Regions from separate parts of the Arabidopsis thaliana genome. Here region 1 is linked to region 2. Evidence: chromatin contacts called from public capture Hi-C data. All regions are on one chromosome and are shown on one strand. The core of a region is the stretch at or near the end of the contact, and the rest is flanking DNA. Distances in the headings are between cores, read along the strand shown. Region 1 holds the start of RLM3 (disease resistance protein (TIR-NBS class)). Region 2 holds the start of AT4G16880 (Leucine-rich repeat (LRR) family protein).

Region 1 (7,845 bases), core at 2,030-4,529, 61 kb before region 2:
TGATTTTTAGTTTATTCCCATTACTACGGAACTCCGATAGCATCTTCACCCATTGTTCCTTGTCTAGTCTTCTAAAAGACGAACCAACGTACTTGAGAGCTTTAGGACGATTACCGGCAATCTTTGCAGCTTCATCTGCAAGCTCGTTGAAACCATGAGGTGGAGAGTTTTTCCCAAAAGCATATCGACAAAACATTTGATGAGCCAGTTCTTCTGATGGGAATCCCACTTCATAAACATGTGCAATGTTGTGAGCCTTGAGAAGTTCCCTTTTTTGAGTAATCACAACAATTTTGCTCTCAGATCCAAACCATCTGATACGTCCTACCAACGTTTTTAGTAGCTCTATATCATCAACATCATCAAGAACAATAAGAACTTTCGTGTGCTTTAGTCGTTGTTCCACCGCACCACATTCCTCTATCTTTATATCCTTCTGACAAAGAATTTCTGATAGAAATTGTTCTTCCCAATACAGCTTCTGGTCATAGTCGCTCCGTATTTTTCTCTTATATGCTACGAAAGCCCGATGGTGGAAGTCGCTTTTGAGTCTGCTGTATAAAGCTCTTCCTATAGTAGTCTTACCAGTTTCAGAAGGCCCACAAATCCCTATCATTCGCGCTTTCTTGGAGTCGAAGCGCAACATTGATATCAATGCCTCTATATGAGCTTCAATCCCGACGAAGTCACTGAAATTATTTGATGGGGGGAAGAGTTTGTTTGAAACATCCTTGGCGATATTTTCAAGCATTTCTGCTTCGCTACGCCTACATAAAAATAACAATAGTCAACTGTTATCAAGGAACATCCCTAATAGCATAACGAGAGTCTATCTATAACGCATGGACTGCCTTTTCTAGTGAGCACCCACGTCTTTACTCAGGCTCGTGGGACCCACCCCTTTCCGACGGTTGATACATTACAGCTGGGAGGCTTTAAAAACTTGTTTACCGACACTACAATCACCACACGATCTTTCTCTGTGTTTAATCCTCATACACACTGTTCCGACAATCACTTATCGGAAGTTTACCCACCTGAAACTTATCTATCCCAAGCACGTTTAACTATGCAGTTCTCTCAAAACGTTTGACCGAAAAAATAAATGCAATTTGATGATATAAGTAGCCAAATAAATTATTTTAAACCTCTCCGCATACACCATTATTCCTAAAATCCGGGTGTTACACTATCCAACGAAACTAATTATATATATATATATATATATAAACTAAAAAAACAACAACATACCAGTTCCGAAGATCTTCTCCGGCTAGATGTGCTACCTCTGCTAGAGCTCGCATCCATTTTCGCTTCTCATTCTCTGTTCTGCCCTTGCAGGTCTCCCCAAAGACCATGCCAAACTCTCCGGTCTGTTTTCTAACATGAGAAGGATCTACTTTGTAGAAAATAGGAATCACCATTTGATCCAATTTCTCATAGCACTCTTGGATCTTCACCAATTCATCTAAGCACCACGTGGAAGAAGCATAGTTTTTAGAGAAGACGACAAGTGAGATCCTTGAGTTTTCTATAGCCAATAACAGCTCTGGGGTTATTTTGCGGCTTCTTTCGATCCTGTTGTCGTTGAATGTATTGATGAATTTGCGATCAAGTTCCTTACGAAGGTGGCTGACTAATGAGTGGCGGACATCTTCCCCTCTGAAGTTGGGGAAAACATCGTAGCTCTGAGAAGAAGAAGACTTCATGGAAACTATAGAAAGAAGATAAAAACATTCTCAAGAAAGCATTCTGAAGTTTATACAGAAATGGAGGGGCCTTGTGGAGAGGGGGGGGGTGGGGTGAAAAAGACGTCATAGAGTAGACATTTTTGAGACGGATGCTTCACGGTTGGTTCCACTCTAAGCCAAGTTGAGCAAAGATTTCTCATCCTATTAGGGTTAGGGCCACATCCTATAGCAAATAAGGCCACATGCTATTCTTCTACGTCAACGGCTCATCAACACCACCCAAAATAATATAGGATTATTGTTGATTTTGCCATTTTGTGACTTAAATCTTTTAGATTTGCCACCTTCAAATATTTTAGATTTTGCGTTTTCTGCAACTTTAAAAAATGAAACACTTGAGATTTTTTTTTGTAAAATACATACTTAATAACAAACACTATACCCTAAAAAAAATATGGAACTAAATAAACCCAAACGTAATGTGTTAAATTGTATTTTTTAGATATAAAAAATGGCAAAATCTATAAATACCACTAAAAAAATCCTTGTCGGGTAATTGGTTCAAAAAAAAATTCAATCCATGTCAAGGAGATTAGCTTTAACTTGCTTCTTTTGAATTATACTACTTACAGAAAATCTACGTAAAGAAATTCAAATCTCTTAAGAAATCCGTATAATTGTTTTTTTTTTTTAATTAACATCTAGTTTTATAGGAAAGAATGAAAAATTTCCATTCCTAATAATGAATGACATCGTCAATGTGGTGTACTAACAGAGGGATATATTTCTGTTAGAAAACAAATTAAAAGATATGAGCTTAGTCAGGATTTTATTTTATTTTGCGTATAAGTTTCATTTATTTAAGTAAATAACCAATTTGCAAAATTGTAAATAAGTAAATGTCTAATGTGACAGATTTTACCAAAGTATACCTTGCACACTACGCATAATTATGATTTTATGACATTTACTTTCAATTTTTTTTTTCTTTTGTGTTTGTGGCATTTTTTAAAAATCTTGTCCAGTTATCACTATTGATGACATTATTCACCCATGGACTATAATTAAAACCTCCATTGATTGCAAGCCTTTTATACACTTAGGATCATAGCAATAGAGGTTAAATTTTCTTGGGAAGAAAAACAACATGGTCTCCTCCTCACCGGAAAGAATATGTTGTAAGACTTAAAAAAAAATACCTGGAATGGTTTTCGAAATCGGACGGACACTTTTCAACCGTAAGCATTTCCTTAGATTTGGGTCCTTGAGAGATTCCAAGTAAACGTCAGCAGGTGGAAGAAACTCCAGCTTTGAACAACTACCCATCAGTAAATTCTCAGTTCGTTTATTGAAATTATGAATTGAAGAAGTTAGCGTATCACCAAAGATTTGCATATTCACAAACCACCAACATATCGAGATTTGTGGCCTTTGAAAGACCTAGAACTTCCTTAGATTTATCTTTCTGAGAATTCGAAGTGGCTAAAAAGTGGACAATTAAGGTTTTGATTGTGGTGGCCGGTGTACGGAGCCAGCAACAAAGAGCATGTAATTAAATTAGTGCTCTATTGTGGTTTATAGGTTGTCATCATTCGGTTATAACATTGTTAGATATACTAAGAAATAAAACATATCTTTCTGTCATCGGTCGTTTTTACAAATGACTAACATATATTTACCGTAATTACTTTAGAAAGCTTCGGCATCTGTTTAAAGTAATAAATCATCAACATGACTTGAAAAACAAAAAAATGCAGATATACTAACTAGTACTGCTATATATATATGAATAAAATTTCTATATAGTTCTTTTTAAATGTATGATTTCTGTTATTACTAATACACATTGGAAAATGGTTGGGGCAATAGAGAAAGACAGACATGTGAACGTCACTTTCTTTTTAGCTGTCCTCTTGGGTCGGGCATATCTATATTCCCTACCATTTATTCACTATACCCACCTTTGTCATATTCTTCCATTCTCAAATTCAACATATTTGAAAATTTCTCATTTTCTTTGGATTTTATGTATTTCTACACCTCCATAAAATGAAAGAATAAATGAATTTCAATGAGAATATATAGAGAAAATGTATGCAAAATTCCAATGACAGCTTGCAAATATAGCCTTTTCTTTGGTTTGTCTCTTTTAATTATTAGGAAGAACATTTTTACACATATATATGAAAATAACATATCTGAATAACGTATTTTTTGTTAAAAGGAATTACGGATCGGTGAGTCTAGTGACTATATACATCGATATTATCGACTAACAATGAGAGGTATTGTCGTATTGATCATATTGTGCCTTGTGGTATTTATCCTTCCAAGTTGTAACCATATTTATGTCCTATATATGACTACGAATGCAATGTTCCATAGATAGAAGAAATTTACATCACATACAAAGTCTCTCTTCAAGTAGAGTCAACGATAAACTTATTAAGCACATAATGCAAACAAATGTCTGAATCGTACATCAAACACAAACTCAAATATTATAAAATGATGACCACTAATAATTTGAGGGAAAAAAATGAAGGTAAATTACAAGAAAACGATCGAGGCTGACCAATTCAATAATCATTTCAAACGAGGAGAAAATGGGCTGCAACAACTCCAACAACGCATGAAAGTGTTACGACGTTGTTTCTAACATTGAAAGCTCCTGAATCCGGCGAAGCCGCCATTGCCGGTGGCATGGGTCCTGGAGAAGGTGAAGATTCCATTCCGGATGGCATCGGCGGCGAAGGCATATCCGGAACTGTTAATGGGCTTGGGCTTGTAGATGGAGTCATTGGCATCATTGGTGGTGAAGCCATGGGCATTGGTGGTGGAGCCATAGGCATAGGTGGTGGAGTCATGGGCATGGGTGGTGGAGTCATAGGCATAGGTGGTGGAGTCATCATTGGCATCGGAGACATCACTGGAGGAGGAACCGAGCTTCCACCGCCGCTAGACATAGGCGGCATGGACATTGAGCCAGAAGGAGCCATCATGGGAGCTTGAGCTAAAGAGAAAGGAATTAAAACCATAGACAATGTGAGCAAGAAGAAGGCTTGTGAAGAGAAAGAAGAGGCCATGGCTATGTGTGTTTGTGTGTGGAATAGTCGTTTATGTAAAGTGATATATAGACAGAGATATGTGTGAGAGTAGTAAAAGAAAGAGTGGGAGAGAAAAGTGAAGGTTCTTTGTGCTATTTGGATATATATTAGAGATTATTTGTTTTATAATTTTGGATCGTTGGATACAATGTGTGACACGTATCAGTCGATGGATAGGTATGAGATGCTGATTTATTTTCCTCCACAAATTGGAAAGAAAAAAAAGATGAAAACTCCAAAGTTGAAATCTCATTGTAGGTACAGATAGAATAGTCAATATATATGGAAATGGAGGATATTATGATTACAATGCCTTTTATATTTATTCTTTTAAAGACATAGTGGAAACGATCAATCGGATTCACGGGATGGTTTTTAAGGGGCCATATCAAATTTATTAGAACAGGTCATTACTGATGTTAGCCATTCATATGTTAGAACATTAATGTTCATTTTGTTTTCTGTAAATTTAACAGAAAATTTATGATAACCATATCAAGATATTCTATAATATTATCAGGAGAAGACAAAATTTACATAGGACAAGATAAAAGAGCATAATGCTATGTTACAAAACAAAAAACGAAAAACAAAAGGGACCATTTGTGTTGTATTTAGTCACACAGCCTGATTTAGCTCCACGGCCAATATTATGTCCGCACCAACTAACCGACATTTTGGTTACCCCATACCATTTCCTTTGTCTCTCACGAGCACTCTTTGGCCATCATTTACTATTTATCCATCTTTACATTATACCATCACAAATGCACATGTTCCATATATGATATAACCATCCATACATAGTCATGCATGCATGTATATATATATTTTATGGGATTACTTTCATTTGAAATTGACGACTAATGTTGTTTTCTGTAACCATGAACTCCAGTTTTTCTCTTTGCATGTTATAAATTGAACTTCTAGAGCATCAAAAACATTAGGTAACCAATAATAGTATTTGAGAAGGTTATTCAAATATATAGTTCGAAATGCAGCAAGTTTTAGCATCTTGAATAATTGCATTGTTCTAAAAATTATCTACAAGACTACAATCAATGAAACATTTCCAGGCTATATGGGCTCATTTAAAATGGGCCTGTAGACGCATGAGGCCGTAAATAATCCAGCTGGCAAAGAAATGAGCGGGAACATTTTTATGTACAAAATCCTCGAAACAAAACATCACACGTACCGCACGTGCCATTCTCCCGCTCCTTCTCCATTTGCCCCCCAAATCTCAAATTCTCAAATCCCTAGCTTCTCTCTCTCTCCCTCAGATTCACAGCATTTGCAATGTCAGAAAACTCGGAACCGCGTCAACTCGAGAATTCTACAGCCGGAAGAGAGCTCATTCCTCTTAGTCCCACCAATTCAGACGGCAACGACGACCTTAACTATCATCTGCATGCTTTTGAGTTATCTCGTCTCCTACTTTCTTCTGGTCATCCAGAATCTGTTATAGATCTTTCTTCAAAGTGTACATACTTCCAAGGTTCTCCTAATCTCGTCAAATATCTTTGCTCGATCCCTAATTCTCCTATTTCCCTTGCCGAAGATGGCTTCACTGTGACTCTCTCGCCTGAGTCTCCCTCCGCTCCGGCTAGTTTCGCCTGTAGTTTGGATTTGCAGGAAAATGTTGTGTTAGAACAGTTTATGGATCCGAGATCTCTCACGCTAAAGCATTCGAGAGGTACTAAGTTTTTGCAATTTTATCTGATATTGCGGTTTAGTAGGTCACACTTACATAGAGATTCTCTTCTCAATTTTGGGTTATTTATGGTAATGTATCAGAGAATGCGGAACAAGAGGAGCTAGAGCTCATGCCATTGCCCAAAAGAAGTCGAAATGATGGAAACGATGTAAGTAATCTCTTAAGATATATATGAAGTTCTCACGGTATGGTTTAGTGGGTGGTTGATTCATTGTGTTATTGATTATTTTCTCTAGGTGAATTACTCTGTAATAGATAGCAGACCTAACGACATCAGAACTGTTGCCTGTGGAACTATGCTTGGGACTATTTTAGCTCTTGAATCCCAAGCTTCGGTTTTCAATTTAAGTGCATCTAACCGAGGAATAGAGGCTTTTGTTCAAGATCATCAGCCTGGTCCGCAGACATCCAATGCTTCAGTGGATGTCAATCCTACACATCGGTTAGAGGAAAGCAAGAACGATTTGCCATCTCCTCAGGAGGATGGATATTACGAGCGACCTGAAATTGGAGATTTCCAAATTGCTGACAACCAAATATTAATCGAAGAAGGTGATGATAAAAATAAGAAGGATCTCTTCCCTAAGGGAGAGATACAAACTGATTCTGTGCAGTCCGATCCCGTTGCCTCATTGATGCCAACAGAAAATGAGTTAGAACCAGTGCAGATTGTGGATGACACTGAAGATCTACTTGTAGATGATCACACTGTAGACATCGTTAGCACCCCTGACAGAGAGCTGCCGTTGAAGCCTTCTGCTACAGAAGCTAATCAAGATAAATCTTTGGTACAAAAAACTCTGGATCAATGCAAATTGCCGGGAAACAGCAAAACGTACAGCTGTTCCCCTGAGATAAAACACACCAGAAAAAGTAAAGTTATCCAGAAGAGGAAGCAGAATTTTAACACCGTTCGTCTTAAAGATCAGAAGGTAGACATGTCTCTTTCGTCTAGAGTGAGGCCTTTATATAATGTTAACTACGTTAACACTCTTGCACCGAATTTTAGCATTAATGCACACTATATTAAAAGTTCTCTTCTCATATTTGTGGTTTAGGATCAGGCAAAGCATAACACAATTCCAGATTTTGATTCTTACACTATTGTAGAGGAAGAAGGTTCAGGTATTTCTTTCCAGTCTATTTCATCTATATTCCTCATTCTATTGTAACAACTTAACTAGTTATTGACTAATCACTGGTGAAATCCAAATGTAGGTGGCTACGGGATTGTTTATAAGGCAACGAGGAAAACTGATGGAACAGAGTTTGCAATTAAATGTACGGGAAAGAAAATGATATGTGGCTAAATGTTTTCACTGCATCAGTG
Region 2 (7,323 bases), core at 4,720-7,219:
ATATTTTGTTTTCAGCCCCTTGGAAGTCTCAAGGAGATGAATTTGAGGTATTCCAACAATTTGAAAGAAATTCCAGATCTTTCTTTAGCCATAAACCTCGAGGAATTAGATCTTGTTGGATGCAAATCTTTGGTGACACTTCCTTCCTCGATTCAGAATGCCACTAAACTGATCTATTTAGATATGAGTGATTGCAAAAAGCTAGAGAGTTTTCCAACCGATCTCAACTTGGAATCTCTCGAGTACCTCAATCTCACTGGATGCCCGAATTTGAGAAACTTTCCAGCAATCAAAATGGGATGTTCAGACGTTGACTTTCCGGAAGGGAGAAATGAGATCGTGGTAGAAGATTGTTTCTGGAACAAGAATCTCCCTGCTGGACTAGATTATCTCGACTGCCTTACGAGATGTATGCCTTGTGAATTTCGCCCAGAACAACTCGCTTTTCTCAATGTGAGGGGCTACAAGCATGAGAAGCTATGGGAAGGCATCCAGGTACATTGTTAATGCTATGCTGATTTTTGTTTACCTTCTGTTATATAACTAATTAACTATACCCAAATTTGTTATTATGGCTTGTGATCCACGGTTATGTCTTACCACGGTTATGTCTTATAATAATGTTTAATTATAATTTTAAACATATACAGTATAAAATTAAAATGATTATCATCGATAATGATTGAAGCATACCAATGTTTTTTTCAGTCGCTTGGAAGTCTCGAAGGGATGGATCTGTCAGAATCTGAAAACCTGACAGAAATTCCAGATCTTTCAAAGGCCACCAAGCTCGAGTCTTTGATACTCAACAACTGCAAAAGTTTGGTGACACTTCCTTCTACAATTGGGAATCTTCATAGATTGGTGAGGTTGGAAATGAAAGAATGCACAGGGCTGGAGGTTCTTCCGACCGATGTCAACTTGTCATCTCTCGAAACCCTCGATCTCAGTGGTTGCTCAAGTTTGAGAAGTTTTCCTCTGATTTCAACTAATATTGTATGGCTCTATCTGGAAAACACCGCCATTGAAGAAATTCCTTCTACAATTGGGAATCTTCATAGATTGGTGAGGTTAGAAATGAAAAAATGCACAGGGCTGGAGGTTCTTCCGACCGATGTCAACTTGTCATCTCTCGAAACCCTCGATCTCAGTGGTTGCTCAAGTTTGAGAAGTTTTCCTCTGATTTCAGAGAGTATCAAATGGCTCTATCTGGAAAACACCGCCATTGAAGAAATTCCAGATCTTTCAAAGGCCACTAATCTGAAGAATTTGAAACTCAACAATTGCAAAAGTTTGGTGACACTTCCTACTACTATAGGAAATCTCCAAAAATTGGTGAGCTTTGAAATGAAAGAATGCACAGGGCTGGAGGTTCTTCCGATCGATGTCAACTTGTCATCTCTTATGATCCTCGATCTCAGTGGTTGCTCAAGTCTGAGAACTTTTCCTCTGATTTCAACTAATATTGTATGGCTCTATCTGGAAAACACCGCCATTGAAGAAATCCCTTCTACAATTGGGAATCTTCATAGATTGGTGAAGTTAGAAATGAAAGAATGCACAGGGCTGGAGGTTCTTCCGACCGATGTCAACTTGTCATCTCTTATGATCCTCGATCTCAGTGGTTGCTCAAGTCTGAGAACTTTTCCTCTGATTTCAACTAGAATCGAATGTCTCTATCTGCAAAACACCGCCATTGAAGAAGTTCCCTGCTGCATTGAGGATTTCACGAGGCTCACTGTACTTATGATGTATTGTTGCCAGAGGTTGAAAACCATCTCCCCAAACATTTTCAGACTTACAAGACTTGAGCTCGCCGACTTTACAGACTGTAGAGGTGTCATCAAGGCGTTGAGTGATGCAACTGTGGTAGCGACAATGGAAGACCACGTTTCTTGTGTACCATTATCTGAAAACATTGAATATATCTGGGATAAGTTGTATCGTGTTGCATACCTCCAGGAACATTTTAGCTTCCGTAATTGCTTCAAATTGGATAGAGATGCGCGAGAGCTCATCCTACGATCATGCTTCAAGCCTGTGGCCTTACCAGGTGAAGAAATCCCTAAGTATTTCACGTATCGAGCTTATGGAGATTCCCTAACTGTCATTGTACCTCAGAGCTCTCTTTCTCAAAATTTCTTGCGATTTAAGGCTTGCGTCGTGGTTGAACCTCTCTCCAAGGGCAAGGGTTTTTATCCATTCTTGAAGGTAAACGTTGGCTTCAATGGCAAACAGTATCAGAAATCATTTTCTAAAGATGCAGAACTGGAGCTTTGTAAGACGGATCATCTGTTTTTCTGTTCCTTCAAGTTCCGGTCTGAAGATCTTCCATCTAAATTGAATTTCAACGATGTGGAGTTTAAGTTTTGTTGCTCCAATAGGATCAAAGAATGCGGTGTACGACTCATGTATGTCTCTCAAGAAGAGAACAACCAACAGACTACGAGAAGCGAGAAGCGGATGCGGGTATCTTTTGACTTTTGATTTGATTTTCCAGGATCGAAATACCATAGGGACAGACTATTTAATAGAATCTATCGTTTGATTTATAATGCAGATGACATCGGGGACATCTGAAGAAGATATCAACTTACCCTATGGCCTAATTGTAGCGGACACAGGATTGGCCGCTCTAAATATGGAGCTTTCGTTAGGGCAGGGAGAACCATCATCATCAACATCTCTAGAGGGGGAAGCTTTGTGTGTTGATTACATGATAACTGAAGAACAAGATAAAGGAATTCCTATCTTGTTTCCTGTTTCTGGTAACTGAAACATCTTATCATTCTGTTTTGCTCTGTTTTAGGATAACTTGGGATCGACTATGACTATAATGATAATGATAATGATAATTAATTACATTATCCAACTCTGCGTTTGTTTTGAACATTTCGCTTTTCCTGAAAGAATAAATGTTTCAGAAAGCCACACTTTAGCATATTCTGGAAAAACATCTTTCGCATGGTTTTGTATTGTACCATACATCTATCTATTTCCACATTGAATTTGGGAGCGTACCTACTTGAACTCAGGTACTACCCAAAATAGTCTTGCCTTTTTTAAAACATAGATGTCAAGGTTTATGTTAGTAAAGGTTGTTTTTCTCTTTATTAGCAATGAATAAATCAGACTTTGGGTACAGAAAACAACAAGAATCAGCAACATTTGCATATCCGCTGATTCAATAGCCAAAAGGCAGAAGCGTTTTTGGCCTAACTTCGGCCAAAGATGTAACCAGCATAAGGAACAATCCTTCGGGTGAAGGAAAGAGCTTTTAAACTTTCTACAGGAGACATTGTCTGGTCCACTTCCAAACCATGAAGTATCATCCAGCTATCCTACGTCGATGAGAATACATGTCGCTGCTGTTCCCCCATGCCGCTGCACTCTTTAATTGTATCGTAAAGAGTTAAAGTTGTAGGCCTGAACTACTCACTAGAACATCTAGGATGGAAAGCTAATTCTCTGGGGCTGTTCTTGACTGAATTGATTTGCTTCAGATCTTTGCATCAAGGGCCTAACATAGACGTGTGGTCTGATGGGGACGACACCTTTCACTGCTGACCCTGAACAGTTAAAGATCTGCCTTGACTGAACTCACATTGTTAACATTCCTTTCCTGGATCCTTAGCCGTCTCCACAGCTTATCACATTGTTAAGGCAACCTGAAACGTATTACAACTCTGTTTTGTAATGAACGTGGGATCGACCATGACTATACTGGTAATGACAAGACTATTTCTTAGTTTTTCACACAAGCCATTTTCTCCTGCAGATGATGGAGTACTGACAACTAGAAAAATTTTATGGTTCCATGTCCAGAACAGCAGAACCACTCTGTTCTTACTTCTCTCTGTTTTGCTTCTTTGAAAAATTCGCTTTCCTGAAAAGATGTAAATTTAACAGTCTTGTTGTTGAGTTTTGCCTTAAGTGTTAAGATACTCTACAGGGAAGAGAAGCTTCCAAAGACTCTAGTCTACAAAGAAGGTTTCACCTAAGGGAAGTTGAGAACACACTAGAAACAGCTGTTGTGTTTCTCATAAATAGACAAGGGACAGAAGAGTAATTAACTTCTGCTTCAGTCATAAGCTTTGTTTGTCTTCTTCCCCTGTACGGGAAAACAGAGCATGCGAGGGTGAAGAAAAAGAGGAGAACCCTGCATATAAAAGAGGAGGCAAGCTGAACCCTAAAAGACAACAAGAAGAGAGCTAGATGGGGGTTTAGGTGAGGCGGCTGGGAGTGTCCAGTTCGCCTCTAGGGTTTATGTAACCGAAACCAAGCTTTCTAGTGGATTTCCGAGTACAATCTCGGCGAGATGTAGCGTTTCCGGTTTGGAAACGTGAACTCGTTAAATGGTGTGTGTGTGCTCTTTCTATTTCTTCTTCATTCGTTTTTCTAAGTCAACACACGAGAGATCCAAATTTCTTTGAGTGATAGTGAGAGATTCCGCAAGAAACAAGTTAAAGGTTCAAACTTTCTCCACACTTGTCTTTTGAAACACACATATCTCTCTACGTGTATGTTACCAAAGGTTATTTTTCTCTCTTTAAATCAATGAATAAATTTGGTAAAGAAAAATGTATTTCACAAGAGAATTATCAACAGCAAAAAAGTGTTGGAACTAAATTTTTAAATAGCAACCTCATCAGCAACAATTGCATCACTGCTACCGTGGCGTTTCCTACACTCACAGTAAAAAAACAGTGATTAAAACATAACGCACCACCACCACAGCCCCATACATACAAACCAGCTTCCACCCGTCCCACTCACCGACCTCCACCACGACCCTGAGCTCAAGTGAGCTAGTCATTGTCACATTTAGGATGTGAAAGCTAATTTCTCTGGTGCTTCTTTTAGCTGAATTGGTTTGTGCAGGTTTGCTTCAGATATTGCACCAATGACCTAATAATAATAATAAAAACATAATACACCATCAGTCGATTCCACTCTTTTTTCTTTCTTGCCGTCTTACAACGACCTTGTGATTCCTAGGAACGTGAAGGACATTGAGTAACTACGAAGCAGTGAAGACTTATGGGAAGTAGCCAAGCTGCACAATAGTGAAACCTCTTTGCCTGAGGTAAAATCTCATCTTACCTCCCTTATAAACTCTCCATTCACTTGATTGCTGAATTTGTGTGACATAATACAAATGCTCTGTTCTTCTTTGCCGCCAGCATATGGATTCAAATAAAATGGTTTTCATTGTTAGTCCAGAACATGATATAACTTTAAAATGTAAATTACTGATAAAGTGATTTGATAGATGATCGTGAGAGATGAATTGAATGCACATAGATTTTTGTGTTGTTGTTTCAAGAATTGTACGTTGAAGGGGCTGGAGTTGAGAAAATGGTGTGAACTCAACACAAACGCAGAGAGTTTCTAGACGCAATCCCACGGCCGCTCCTTGACTTCGTGGATAGATGTTTGACCGTTAACCCGAGGCAACGAACCAGCGCAGAGGATGTTCTCAGACACGAGTTCTTCCATCCAGTACATGAAACCCTTAGAAACCAAATGCTCCTTAAACAATACAGCAAATGCAATCGCAGCCTACAGTGGTTGCTGACGCAGTAAGCCAAACTTTAAACTAATAATACAATTATTGAAAACTAAAAGAGTAATTTAGCAAACTAGAGAGTTAGTGTTAATTAGTATTTTCACTGTATTATTTGAATTAAAATCCTCATAATCGATATACTTATTCTCCTAATCCATGTGCATGTATGTATTGGGAAACAAGACTTTGATATTAAACAATCATAAGTACATTCTTACGATAAACTGTCTTGTACAAGGACAACTGACAACCACAAAATTTGTGTGTTTCAAAATATCTGTGTAGAGGAAACGAATAACGTAAGTTTCTGTCTAATTGCCTAGAACTTGAAATATTATTTCTGTCTTGTACAAAGACTTATCATAATTCAGTGACAACCACAAAAATTCAATCTTCAAAAATATCTCTTGAATGTGTCTCCATCTCAGGATTATAGTGATGGAAGCTCAAGTTTGAGATTTTTCCCTCAGATTTCAAGTAACATCATATGCCTATGGTGGCGTTATTGTCCATTGAAGCGTTTGCCTTCTAATTTTAAGGCTGAGTATCTGGTTGAACTCATAATGGAGGATAGTGACCTTGAGAAGCTGTGGAATGGAACTCAGGTACTAATTTTTTATTGTTTTTGTTGTCAATTTGAAAACAGAAATGTGTTATGTTTATTGATTTATTTGTTCAAAAAATTAAATGAATTTTTTGAAATGTTTACGAACGTCTGTTATTCTCTCTTTCCTTGTTTTCAGTTACTTGGAAGCCTAAAGAAGATGATTCTGCGTAATTCCAAATATTTGAAAGAAATTCCAGATCTTTCTTTAGCCACAAACCTCGAGAGACTAGATCTTTGTAAATGCGAAGTGCTAGAAAGTTTTCCAACTCCTCTCAACTCGGAATCTCTTGAGTACCTCAATCTCCTACGATGCCCCAAGTTGAGAAATTTCCCTGAGATTATTATGCACAGTTTCAGAGGAGAAATTGACATCGAGGTAGCAGATTGTTTATGGAACAAGAATCTCCCTGGACTCGGTTATCTTGATTGCCTTAGGAGATGTAATCCAAGTAAATTTCGCCCAGAACATCTCAAAGACCTCACAGTGAGATGTAACAACAAGCTTGAGAAGCTATGGGAAGGCGTCCAGGTAATTCATACGTATATTATATATTGATCAAGATTCAATAAGAGATTCATCCGTACAAATAAGGAGAAAGGCCTAGTATTGGGTATGTGCTACAAGGAGTTGGGCCGAACACATGAGAAGTCTATGGAGAGCTTCTAGAAAGAGTGAAGGCGCACAAATATCTCTTGTAGCCGTTGAAGAGGACTCACGAGTGTCTTTAGCGACATGGTCAACCAAGGACCAGTCGCTCTCACCATCAAGACCAAGGAACCTCTTCTCTCATGTCTCTTTCAGTCTTACGTTAATTGTAAACGGTCATATTCCCTTTGTGTGTCTTTAAATACATTGTAAACACACAAAGGTTACTAACTAATTCTATCAATATGATTTGGTCATTCTCACTCATATACCAACTCTCTTGTTCTTCATAATTCTCTTACTCTTTGCTACAATTCCGCATATTCTTTCATTATATACAAGGACAACTGATAACCACAAAATTTGTGTTTTCAAAATATCTTTGTAGAGGAAACGAATGTAAGTTTCTGTCTACTTGCCTAGAAATTGAAATATTATTTCTGTCTTGTACAAAGACTAAGACTTATCATAATTCAGTGACAACCACAAAAATTCAATCTT

Evidence for each region. Capture Hi-C pulls out chosen DNA fragments and counts their contacts.
Region 1: a capture Hi-C map of root shows a contact between it and region 2, with 3 times the contacts expected there. A contact is called at or near these places in 1 of 26 Hi-C or Micro-C datasets (vegetative nucleus) and 1 of 3 other capture datasets (root).

What each region holds. Positions count from the first base shown.
Region 1 is chr4:9,554,019-9,561,863 of TAIR10.1, reverse strand. RLM3 (disease resistance protein (TIR-NBS class)) reads right to left here and starts at 3,279. Exons shown (of 10, transcript NM_001341185.1): 1 at 2,891-3,279; 2 at 1,252-2,068; 3 at 1-767. The coding sequence starts at 1,709. It overlaps AT4G16980 (arabinogalactan-protein family), which reads right to left and starts at 5,081. Exons shown (of 1, transcript NM_117802.4): 1 at 3,925-5,081. The coding sequence starts at 4,777. The coding sequence ends at 4,283. AT4G16983 reads left to right here and starts at 4,043. Exons shown (of 2, transcript NM_001341172.1): 1 at 4,043-4,545; 2 at 4,588-4,862. The coding sequence starts at 4,395. The coding sequence ends at 4,703. AT4G16970 (Protein kinase superfamily protein) reads left to right here and starts at 5,999. Exons shown (of 14, transcript NM_117800.4): 1 at 5,999-6,494; 2 at 6,596-6,663; 3 at 6,752-7,447; 4 at 7,574-7,640; 5 at 7,734-7,796. The coding sequence starts at 6,098.
Region 2 is chr4:9,495,959-9,503,281 of TAIR10.1, reverse strand. It overlaps AT4G16880 (Leucine-rich repeat (LRR) family protein), which reads left to right and starts at 5,969. Exons shown (of 2, transcript NM_117791.4): 1 at 5,969-6,174; 2 at 6,313-7,299. The coding sequence starts at 6,133. The coding sequence ends at 6,732. SNC1 (TIR-NBS-LRR class disease resistance protein) reads left to right here. Exons shown (of 7, transcript NM_001341146.1): 4 at 16-495; 5 at 709-900; 6 at 1,573-2,469; 7 at 2,561-3,011. The coding sequence ends at 2,776. It also overlaps AT4G06430.